Linked DNA regions of Mus musculus: region 1 is linked to region 2. Evidence: chromatin contacts called from public HiChIP or PLAC-seq data. All regions are on one chromosome and are shown on one strand. The core of a region is the stretch at or near the end of the contact, and the rest is flanking DNA. Distances in the headings are between cores, read along the strand shown. Region 1 has its middle 150 kb from the start of Gm25633. Region 2 has its middle 47 kb from the start of Gm38579.

Region 1 (6,316 bases), core at 1,380-3,879, 460 kb before region 2:
AGCTGAAGTTCTCAGAGAATGGAACATTGACATGGTCACCTCATATTTGACCCTGACGTCACCATTCCTCTCTCTCTCTCTCTCTCTCTCTCTCTCTCTCTCTCTCTCTCTCTCATATTAGCCTATCCTTTAGGAACGACATGTCCAAAGCAGACAGATGCTTGTGTAACATACACCATTGAGGCTAGGATAAAGTATGCTGCCTGTGGGTGCCATCTCAAGGCTCCATTTATACCTGACATCTCCAAAGGGCTCTGAGAAGGGAAAAAGACTCTCCCCACCAAATCTCCCTTCTCTTAGTGAAGTAAATAAAGAGAGTGTTACTGCCTTTGCTCCTGACCCCAGGCCACAGCTGGAGAAGAATACACGTGAAGTAGAGTCCTTGTGGCTCTGAAAGCCTCTGGCTGCCTTCCTGGGCTTGAGTCATGCCTCCACTTCAGGAGAGTGCCATTAATTTGGTGCAAGAGATGAACAAACATGACCACAGAGCCCTGCTCAGCTCCTACCCAGGACGGAGGGCTTGGCGGGTTGTAGCCACAAGTGTGGGCTGAGCACAGCGATTACAGAGGGTGTTGCTGAATCTATAACTGGAAAGCACCCCTCCAAGCAACCTTCCACGGGACCCAGCATCTCACTAAGCTAGACAGTCTTTAAAGATGTTTTCCATTGAGTCAGGAAGGCTTTTTTTTTTTTCCTTAAAAGAGTGACTCTTTCAAATCCTAAATTTGTTCAGATGAGACAAGGGTTGGCCGCAGGCTCCAAGGAAGTCATTACCTGGAATGTGCTCGCATGCACTTATTAGGTGGCAGGGAGAAGTAGAGAATTGTCTTTGGGTCTTTGTCCTGGAGCTGGCTGGAGGTAGCCTGGGATCATGAAGATGGCAAGGCTTTACCTTTTCCCTGGAGAGTCAGTCAAGACTATGAGCAATGACTACTAGAGAGGAGTCAGACCCTCATCTGCCGTGGGGTCATGCTAGAGGTGCCACCTTCAGGAGGTACCTGCTTCCTCTACAGCCTGCTGTGAGGAGGCCCAGGACATTCCTCCATGATTTTAGAGCCCTTGCTTAAACGCTGAGAAGAAGCTACGGCCGATCAGATAGGGGTTTTTAGCCAAGGACACTAAGTGCTAGGACTGTATGCTCCAGGGCTCCAATGCACAACTTTCCAGGCGTAGCAGCCTTTCACTGGAACAAACACTATGGGTTGCCGAAGGATTGGGAAGGAGAAGCAGAGTCAGGTGAGGCTGGAGAAGAGAGCTCAGCTGCTAAAGCACTTGCCTTATATGCAGGAGGTCCTGATTGTCATCCATAGAACACCCGATAGAGACAGATTAAACAACAGCAAATAGCCATTGTACACATGTGCACTCCCAGCCCAGGAGAGGCAGAGATGAGTGAATCCCAGGCCTTTGTGTGCAGTACAAGCAATTTAAGTTTATCCCTAACTAGCTTGCAAAGAAATGAGACTCAAACTATTGTTATTTTATTTGGCTTTGACAATTACTGGGGCCAGGGAGGGGGGGTAACCCCTAGTCTACCTTCTAACTGATGACCTGGCTAGCTCCCCAGTAGTGTACCCCTAGACACTTGCTGTTTCTCCTGGCCATGTGCTCATTGGCCATCTTCCCTCATGGCAGCTTCCTCTCTCCTCCTCCTCCTTCCTCCATCCTTCTTGGTCTCTCCTCCAACCAGGTCATTCCAAACCCACCACCTATCTCTAATACCTCCAGTAATTGGCTGTAGCCAATTAGATTTAACCAATAGTTTTAAATCGAGAAACAAAGTTTGCACAACAAAAAGCTGCTAACCGTGAGAAGTCACTGGTAAGCCTAGGCCTTTGGGTATAGAATTTAGCATTACAATACATAGCGACAGACCAAACTGCAACAACTTTCTGGCTACACATCCCAGTTTACTAGTCATGTTCCAGTGCAGTAAGAGACCCTGTTTCAATAAAATAAAATAAAATAAAATAAAATAAAATAAAATATAAAAAATATAAAATAGGTGGTGTCTGAGAAATAACAACTGAGGTTGTCCTCTGGCCACGCCCACATTTGTGCACCCTGACACATACATGTACACCCACATGCATACAAACACAGAGCCCATGCTGGAAGGACGGCAGCCTCAGTAGGAAGATGGACACAGGCTCCATTCAGAAACGGGGGAAGGAATGAAAAGTTATCCTTCGGAATCTCAAGTCACCTCCCTCCTCATTTCCCACCTCCTCTGTGTATAATCCAACTGCTGAAGGAGGCTTTCTGCATCCTAAGGGAACCATCTTCTAGTCATTCTTTCCCTTAGCTGCTTTAGAAAGCTCTAGAAGGGCAAGGGATGCCTGCCAGCTGGCTTCCAAAAATGAGTCCAGTTGAGGTATGTAGATGGGCGGAGCAGAACCTTCTGTGTACTCTCCCTGCAGCTTGGCACTTACTGACCTGTCCCAACAGGCACCAATTTAATGGTGTTAGATCCAGAGTTGTACTCCACAGATCCAGGGCAAGGATGTACCCTGAGCTGCAGGGACAGCATATACTGAGTTGCATTTGGCACCAGCCACAGCCTCCCTCCCGGGAGCTCCGAGGCTGAGTGTGCCTGCTGCTCCTTCGCATTCAGCAGACTGAACTGGCCACCTTCCAGGGAGCCTCAGGCCTGGAATTCAGGCTCTTCTCCTCCCCTTCCTCTACTGTACCCCAGAGAGCTCTGATCAAAGCGAGCAGAGAAATGAAGGAGTTGTATGGAGGTACAGTCATGTGGAAAGCCCGGGAAAGAGACGTGCTTAGCTTATCTGTCTGCAACCGAAACTCAGAAGGCTTCCAGGAATAGCCAGACAGGGAAATTGACCCCAACATCCTGGCCTTGTGCCAGCTGGAGAAGACCTAGTCAGGGCAGGCCTGCAGCCGATCGTCTAGAACATAAGACTCCAGGAAAAAAATTCCCTATCTCAAGGGATCTCCCACAGCTCCAAAGATCCTGCAAAAGGTTGGATCCTTCTGTAAAAGCATGAAACCTACTCAGAGGTTCCCCCAGACCTTGCAGTAGGGGATGATGCATACAGCCTAAGTGAATAGGTAAATGAAAGATGGCGGAAAATGTCCTGGGTGCCCTAATGTGATGATGATCATTGGCAGCAAGATATGGACCAGTGGGATAGCTCAGTTGGTAAAGCGCTTGCCCATGCAAGCATGAAAAACCTGAGTTCCATCCCCATGTTGTGCACTTGTAAACTTAGGGATGGGATGACAGAAAAAGGCTGGTCAACCACACTAGCTGCATTGACAAGTTCCAGACCAGTGCCAGCTCATGTCTCAAACACGGTGGAAAGTGTTCTTCCAAAGTCCTAAGGTCCTAAGTCATAAGAAGACCCAGTCAGGTTCTGTGCAGATCCAATGAGCAGTCTCTCTCTCTCTCTCTGACTCTCTCTTTTCTTCTCTCTCTGACTCTTTCTCTCTGATGCTCTCTCTCCCTCCTTTCCTCCCCCCACCTCAAGCTTGACATACCACATCTGTATTCAAGTCTTACCACTGAATGGTCTTGGGGGAATTACTGAACCAGAAGTCCAGCTTCCTTATTGCAAACAGCAATATTGCCATCCCTTAGTGCTTCTGTTGTGAGGGTTAAGTGAGGTGCTCCATGAACAATTCTGCACAATGCTTGACTTAGAATTTGACCCCCACACACCCTAAAACACACTTAGTATTAATTGCTCTTAAAAAGACCCTGCCTTTTAACAGTAAACTTTAAGTGCTCAACAATTTTATTATAGAGGATATAATTCCTACTTGTATCTGGGAAAGTTTCTCTCACCGATAAGAGTACAGGAAGATGATGGTCTTCTGTGCCTGAAGGATGTTGCCCCACTCTCCTATGCTATGTCTACTAGAATATGCTAGAATACTTTATTATTCCAGGAATCCTTGTGGATAGACTCATCCCTTAATTTTCTCTCTTCTATCCTCCCAGATAGTTATTAGTTATTTCTGTGATGTTTTCCATATCACCTTTCTCAGTATTTTTCAACTCCTTGAAGATATGGCATCCATTCATTCATTTCCCCCATCTTCCACCCAATGAATCAATATTGAGTACCAATCGTGTCCACGCTATGATCAAGTGCTTAAGACACACCAGTGAGAATGGAAAGTATACTGTTTTCTTCTTTGTGAGTCTACGTGGAAAGAGGCAGTTGGTGATATGTGATAACACAAATATTTAATCACTACTGAGTAATAACTGGGAACATCTACAATCTATGATGAACCCTATACCCTTATTGTCAACTTGACATAACCTAGAGTGACCTAGGAAAGGGTAACCTCAGTTGAAGAGCTATCTCCATCATATTGGTCTGTGCCCATACACATTAAAGACTATCTTTGTTGGTTATTGGTGTAGGAGGGCCCAGCCCTCTGCGGCCAGCACTATTGCTGGCTAGGTAGGTCTGGGATGTGTAAGAAAGCTAGCTGAGCATGAGCTAATGAACTATTAAGGAGTGTTCTGCCATTCTTTCTGTTTCAAGCCCCTTCCTCGAGTTTCTGTTCTCTCAACGATAGATTGTGTCCAAACCCCCTTTCTTCTCTAAAGCTGTCTTTGGTTCAGAGTGCACTATCACAGTGACAGAAAAGCAAACTAGAACACACCCCAAACACCACCAAATACAACCACTTCCTGGTCATCCCAAGTGTGTGTGTGTGTGTGTGTGTGTGTGTGTGTGTGTGTGTGTGTGTATATAATCTTTTAGGTTTTCATGGTCTTTCTAGCCATACTCCTGATTGTTCAGTCCATGGGCCACCCAATTCCTTTATGTATGTTATTTCTGGTCTACATATGAACAACTGGGCATGAACCACAGTCCATCTTCAATTTCCACTTTGCTTATATAAGACAATTTATGGGTTACTAGAGCTACATGTGAGGAGATCATCAAAACAGGGTTTAGTTGTAGCAATCCCCACAGCTTCAGATTATACACTAAAACCTTCCTTTCCTTAAAATATTCCCAAGATGCCCCATCTTGCCACACCCTAAAACCTTACTCTTCATTACCTGATTCCTCCCAAGACTTTCTCCTGGAGAAATATAACTATCCCTCAACTTCTCAAAAGAAGAGTTTTGCTACTAATTTTGCCACACAAGGTCCTGAACCACCTTACCCCTCAGGACTTCCATCTATTCCTTGAAGGTTTAGTGTTGTATGCTATTTATTTACTTAGTTTATTTTTACTTTTACCTTTTCTCCTCCTTTTTATTTTCTCTATATCTCCCTTTTCCTTCCTTTCTTCTTCCCATTCTTCTTCCTTTCCCTTACTCTCCTCTTCCTTATTTGTGAGAAAGGGTCTCACACAGTCCTGGCTGACCTTAAAACTTGTTCTGTGGTCCAGGCTGGCTCTGAACTCCTGATCACTCATCTCTCTCTCCCAAATACTTGGATTACAGGAGTGTGCCTCCTTACTTAGCATCATGGGCTACTCTTAAGTAGAGTAATTTCCACCTAACAACTTAATGCCATCAAGTAGCAATATATCTTTAATTCTAGTCACACAATACAAAATGACAAGTTTTATAATTACATACAATATGGTGCAGTACCTACCTGAATTTAGTGTTAAGCAAATTGGGGTAAGAAGCTAGAAGAAGGGAAAAGGGAAGCTAGAGTATCTAAGAGGCCAATATGGTTGGACCACAGAAATTGAGGAGTCCTGGGGATGAGGATGATGCTAGAGAAGATGGGGAGTACCACTCCCTCCCCAGGCAGATTGTCAGATCCTAGAAAGTCCTGTAGGGAATCATAGCAAGTGCTGAGATAAAATGTGTCTACCTGCAACATCCAGTCCTCACTCCTATTCCCTATTTTCCTTTGTCATTTCCTGGTAGGAAAGAGCTTCAATACTACTACTGTAAGCCCCTTGAGGTACCAGTAGCCAGGCCCCCACCCCCAAACTGTTCTAAGGGTTGTAACAACCCTTTACAACCCCCTTGAGATGCAGGCACTCAGACTGACCTAAACACACACACACACACACACACACACACACACACACACACACTCACACACAAGAAGCCCAAGATCAGGCCAAAGAATCACACCAGTCCCTGAGCTTTCTCCAAGGTCAGGCCACAGAATTCTACCAATACCAGGTCATCCTGGAAAGCTGCCATCCACACACACCCCCACCAAGAACCCTACATAAAGCCTGCCTCCTGCTCAGTTCTATGCTGTTCCTCTCATGAGAAGAGGCAGCCACCCTGTTATGTCTTTCTCAATAGATGTCTTGTATGAGATTTGTTGTGCAGCGTGACTTTGTGGTATACCTTGGC
Region 2 (5,917 bases), core at 732-3,231:
TTTAACTAGTCCATTCAGTACTACCTGTGCATAAGTGTAAGGTGCCATTGCTGGACTCTAGTCAATGTACCATCGTGGCCACAACCTTGAATGCATTACATAGGAGAGCAGGGGCTGGTCTTTAAAGTAACACTTGGCCTCTGCAGTGAGGTACTCCCACCCAACAGACAAGAATATTTATATTTGTTATGAACAGAACATTAAGTTCCTTGAAGAAGTCTGCAAAGAACCCATCTCCAAGTGGTATTTAGGCCTTGCTGCCTGTGGTGGCTTGAATGTGCTTGACCCAGAGAGTGGCACTGTTAGGAAGTGGGGCCTTTTGGGAGTAGGTGCGTCCTTGTTGGAGGAATTGTGTCACTGTGGAGGTGGCCTTTGAGACCCTCCTCCTCGCTGCCTGGAAGATAGTCTTCTCCTGGCTGTCTTTGGATCAAGATGTAGAGCTCTCAGTAGAAGGATGTAGAGCCCCCTTCTCCAGAACCATGTCTTCTAGGGCACTGCCATGCTTCACGCCTTAATGATAACGGACTGAACCTCTGAACCTGTAAGCTAGCCCCAATTAAGCGTTGTCCTTTCTAAGAGATGCCTTGGTCGTGCCGGGCGTGGTGGCGCACACCTTTAATCCCAGCACTTGGGAGGCAGAGGCAGGCGGATTTCTGAGTTCGAGGCCAGCCTGGTCTACAGAGTGAGTTCCAAGACAGCCAGGGCTATACAGAGAAACCCTGTCTCAAAAAAAAAAAAAAATTGCCTTGGTCATGGTAGGATTTCACAGCAATGGAAACCCTAACTAAGACGCCGCCTATCGGTTCTTTCCATTCCTTCTCTGTAAAGATTCCTGAAGCTTGATTCCAAGGCTCAGCATTATCCTGGTCAGTGTGGGCCCTTCCACACCCATGGGCAGATCCACCTGATGCCAGATTCATGATGACCCATGTTCATCTTGTCCAGTGTCATCCCTAGCATATCTCACTCAGGCTATAGGGACAGCTCTCCACAGTAACTATGGTCACACACCAGAGAGCACTTAGGCAGACAGTACAAGAACCATCCTCCCAGGTAACATTTGTTCCCAATTTTACAAATGAGTCTGAGGAAAATTATTTTTCCCAATTACTATGATGAATGGCAGAGAAGAATCAATTTCTGGCTTAAAGTTCATTGGAGCCTACCATGCCATTTCCCTAATCCAAAAAGAGAGAGAGAAGAGAGAATAAGTCCATAATTTATTGAAGTATGAGAACAGAGACTGCCTTTTTCACAAACTAAATGAGAATAAAGCAAAGACACCAAACTAACCATCCTGTCCTCAGAGCTCACCAACCCCCCTAAACCTTCACAGATCCGATGGAGGCTCCTCCAGGGCAACCAGCTTTTTAATAAAAAGAATCCTGACCCTCCCAGGCAATGTGCTGGTCTTGGGTTTGCCTGGCAGGGACCAATTAAAGGACCGCCCATCCTATTAGCATCTGCAGTTTCTACACTAACCTTTCTCTTGCCTAGAATGGTTTGACTAAGCCTGAGAAATCTAAGCTCTAAGGAGTCTTAAAGAAAGGGCAGTATTTCTTTCTTTCTTTCTTTCTTTCTTTCTTTTTTTTTTTTTTTTTAATCTCCAGGGGTTTCTTTTTAATCTTTCTCCCCTGCCCCCCCTACCCCACATACACACAAACCAAACAAGTCTTCACACCACACCGAGGCAGCAGTGTACCAAGGACCCTGGCTAAGCCTGGGGGTACCTAGCTCCATGACTTGCTTCCCACAAATCATAAGGACTAAACCAGGGTGTGTCATGCCCCACGGATTGATCTAACTCCAGCTCCCAAGCCAGCCCCCTCCCAGACGCATCGGACTGCCTCACGTTGCACCTGAGACCGTCTTCGCCCCCAGGAACCCTTCTCCCTGCAGGGTCAGCCTAGCCCCATGCCCAGAAGAGGAGCCGCGCCCACCCGAGCCCTGGTGTTGTGGTCCTCCCTGCTGGGGCTGCACCCTGGCTGCTTATGGGCCGCTGCTGCCACCTGTCGGTTGCCTGTCTAGAGCAGCGCTCTCAAGGAGGCCCTGGCCCTGCAAGAAGACTTTACTTGTAGAAGCTTCCTGAAGAAGGAGACATCTTCCTGTCCTATCCAGGTCACTAGTGCTGCCCCTGCAAACTGGACTTGCAGATGTATGTGTTATGCCTAGCTTCTCCTGGGTTCCTTCCAGAGGCGTACCCCTCGCCCTTCTTAGCCCAGATCGATCCCTAAAGACCACACACCTGGCTCCCAGGTACCTCATAGCCACCAGGACCTACAAATCTGGGCAAGCTAGAAGCTAGCCCTTAGCTGAGACATCCTGGGGGCACAAAGAAATACAGGCAAAGGTCGTTTAAACCCAGATGCAAATGTCAGAATTCCCCAGAGCAGAAACCAAGAAGCTATTAATTAATAAACTAATTAATACTATCACAAGTTCCCCCAGGTATCCCCAACAGTAAGGCAGCTTGGAGACCCACAAGAGCAGTAGATCTAAATGACCTTTTTGACTCAAATACACGACTGTTCATCGTGTGTCTTATCTTCTGCGGTCTTCACAACAGCCTATAAAAAAATAAATATTAACCCTGCTTAATAGACAAGGAGCCAGACTTACGGAAATGCTAGGCACTGGAGGCTGTGCAACTGAAGTGGGCGGGGCCAGGAACAGAGCTTTACATATGCATGTTTATAACCCCAGTGCTGGGAAGGAGAGATAGGTGGCGCCGAGGCTCACACATATACACACACACCTGAGTCTATGGGGGAAAAAAAAAAAAAAAACAGACAGCAGCCTCTGCCCTTGGGATAAGAAAGATTTTCACCAACTTGCCCAGCAGCCTCTTTGGGTCTCCTACCTAGTTAAGCCTACTCTAAAGTCTGTATCCTAAAGACTGTGTAGCCACTAGAAGAAAAGAATACATGCAAACTGGAAGGGATGGTTTCGTTTCATTCTTAGTCACAGCTACTTTGGAATGGGGTGTGTGGCTAGTGAATCCTGCAGAGCTTCTCGGACCCTGGAAGTAAGTTAGACACTGGCTGCCTCCTTGGTTCCCATATTGACGTTCCAGGTTTCTAGCGCAGGCGCGCTGCTCTCTCTTTCTGTGGATGCAACGAAACCATAGGCTTCATGCCCTTGCGGCCGTGTTTTATCCACAAATTCCTTCTTCCTTACATTGCTCTCGTCTGGTGTTTAGTGAGAAAAGTGACCAGTACGCTGGCTTTCAGCAACCCCTGAAAAGTCAGCATCAAAAGTTATCAACTGAGTTTGAAAACTCAGGTATCAAAAGGAGCATGGATTCTGCCGCCGCGACCATACAGCGTCCTAAGCTGGTGAGTCATTTGCATAGAGTCATCTTAGGCCTTCGACTTTTCTGTGGGACTGTCTAAACATGTGACTCCTTAGCATCCAACACAGCTGTGGGGTCACCGCAGGTCCCCAAACCCTCAGCTCCAGGTTTGGGAACAGCTTGGCGCTACCCTTACATGTGGTCTCACCTCTCCCCACGCACCCCAGCTCTGCTGCAAAGACCTTCTCTCTTCCTCTGAACTGGCCAGGCCTCCTCCCACCACAATATATTTTGTCCTGTTGGTTTCTTTGCCCCGGTGGCACTTCTCCAGGTTTTAGCAGGCTTAAGCGCTTAGTCTTGGAATCCCCATTCCAGTACAACCACCCTACCCATCCGGAAGCCCACTAGGCCCCATACCCAAACACTCTCCTCAGATCAGCCTGCCCTTGCATCCCCTCAATGTCTGCAATGAGCCTGCTTCTTTTTCAGCTTTCTTCTTTTCTGTCTCCCTGAGACAATGTGCGCTTTATGAAAGCCAAGACTCGTCCACAGAACGGAGGCCAGCACTCCGCCATGATACAGTGATTGTTCTGTGAGTGAACACAGTCACCCTACACAGCTCAGACAGGTAAAAGATATGAAGACTGTTCATCGTGTGTCTTATCTTCTGCGGTCTTCACAACAGCCTTTAAAAAAAATAAATATTAACCCTGCTTAATAGACAAGGAGCCAGAAATGCTAGGCACTGGGGGCTGTGCAGCTGAAGTGGGCGGGGCCAGGAACAGAGCTTTACATATGCATGTTTATAACCCCAGTGCTGGGAAGGAGAGATAGGCGGACCCTGAGGCTCACTAGCCAACCAGGCTAGCCTGCTCTGAGAGTCCCAGGCCAGTGAGAGACCCTGATGGATACACATGAGGAATGGCACCTGAGCTTCACACACACACACACACACACAGGGCATGCAGTCACAAAAGGACAATATTTTAAACAAGAGCAGTGCTTCCCAGTACCTGGGAGTGATAGCCACTGGTAAAATTGGGAAATGGGCTAATAGCCATTGTCCTTAGGTTGGCATCTATCTCCTAACACCCTAGCCCCTCCTCTGGAGAGCAGCATGGGGATACCCAGGGAAGGCCTAGCCCTGCTGGTTCCCCTGTAAGTAGCTGGTACCGTGGAGGCCTCTGGCTGCCACATCTTCTGGCCTGAACCATGTTTCCCTTTATACTTAATAACAAGTGTGACTAGCGTGGCTGCTTTAACTGCTGTGCTCCTGTTGATTGACAGGCAGGAGGCTGGCAGACACAGCTGCAGGCAGAGACTTGGCAGGCACCAACCATGTGCCCTCTGCTGTGTTGGATGCCAAGGAGTCACATGTTTAGACAGTCCCTCAGTAGGACAGGGATTATCAGGGACCTCCTCTGCAGGCCCCAGGGGATTAGGATTGCCTTGGCCCTGAGAAGAGCTGCAAAGGAGAGACACAAACCAGGGTCCCAGTAGATGAATAAAGTTTGGGACACTCACACAAAACAAAGGTTTTCAATGGGGGAACTGGGGGTGTGACTCATTGGTAGCATGGTCCAACTTGTCTAGCATCCATGAGGCACTGGGTTTGATTCCCAGCAACACATAGAACAGGCGTAATAGTGCACACTTGTAACCAGCACTTAGGAGATACAGGATCAGGTTCAAGGCCAGCCGAGGCTACTTAGTGAATTCAAGGCCACCCTGGTTACATGAGTGCATTTGAAAGACAGACAGAAGGAAGAAAGGGAGAGGGAAGGAAGGAGAGAGAGAATATTTAAAATATCCTACATATAACTGGACCCCGGAACTTGTCTAGCTGCAGTATAATGACCAGTGTAGAGGTCTGTCTCTCTGGTGAGGCTGTGAGCTGCTCACATGACCTAACAGGTGGTCGGCAGACATGATCAGCTGGGTTTTGGCCTCTGTGTGGAAGACATTTTCATAAAACCCCAGACCTTAGAGGTCATCTCATACAACACACAGGGAACCTGCATCCAGAGATCACTACTGTGAGGAAAGGTAGCCCAGGAGAACACAAAGACTAAAGCCACAAAGACCTAGGAAAAGCCAGCCCCCTGCCTGCAGGCCTCCATCACTCTGAGGCTCTTAGCCTGTGTCACCAACCACTTGGAACAAACTGTTCATAACTCAGCTTCCTCATTCTTTACCCCAGGTCGGAGGACAAGCCTCACCTCGGCTCTGCATCAGGTCATGGTGACCACCTCCTCCACACACTGCCACAAACCCAGCCTTTTGTATGGCACAAAGAGCTTGCTGGGGAGCTCTTAATATGGGGCTGAGGAGCAAGCGAAAGGAAGCGCTTGGAAACAGAGGAGATGGCCCTTGTTTTGCCTGCTGCAGAGACCTGGCACTAGGAAGCCTTAGTAGCAGGCCTTAATCACCAGCCTCTGCCGCGGTCCCTTGTTTCTTCAGAAGCAGGAAACACGTAGGGCCTTATGAGGCTACCTGAGCCAGGCATGAGAGAGCAAGGCTATGTAGCTCAGGGGAGTGGCAGACCGACTCCACCACTGCCTGCGGAGGACTGGCTGCTTCCTTACAGGTGAACTCAGAGTGGGAGAAAATGTTTCAGGAATTCAG

Evidence for each region. HiChIP or PLAC-seq counts read pairs in DNA pulled down with a chosen protein or histone mark.
Region 1: a contact with region 2 is called in an H3K4me3 HiChIP or PLAC-seq map of forebrain, with 6 times the contacts expected there. The contact joins two enhancer-like sites. A contact is called at or near these places in 1 of 15 datasets of contacts at CTCF or cohesin (the NIH/3T3 cell line) and 2 of 115 datasets of contacts at active chromatin or transcription factors (forebrain and neural tube).

Annotation. Positions count from the first base shown.
Region 1 is chr9:49,973,757-49,980,072 of GRCm38.p6, forward strand. No RefSeq gene overlaps it. Among named protein-coding and RNA genes, the nearest start is that of Gm25633, 150 kb to the left of the region's middle. Within about 2 kb of position 2,630, at least 99 of the 459 cell types and tissues checked have an H3K27ac peak or open chromatin away from gene starts, as enhancers often do. A contact at or near this core is called in forebrain, where this site is marked.
Region 2 is chr9:50,436,275-50,442,191 of GRCm38.p6, forward strand. No RefSeq gene overlaps it. Among named protein-coding and RNA genes, the nearest start is that of Gm38579, 47 kb to the left of the region's middle. Within about 2 kb of position 1,982, at least 42 of the 459 cell types and tissues checked have an H3K27ac peak or open chromatin away from gene starts, as enhancers often do. A contact at or near this core is called in forebrain, where this site is marked.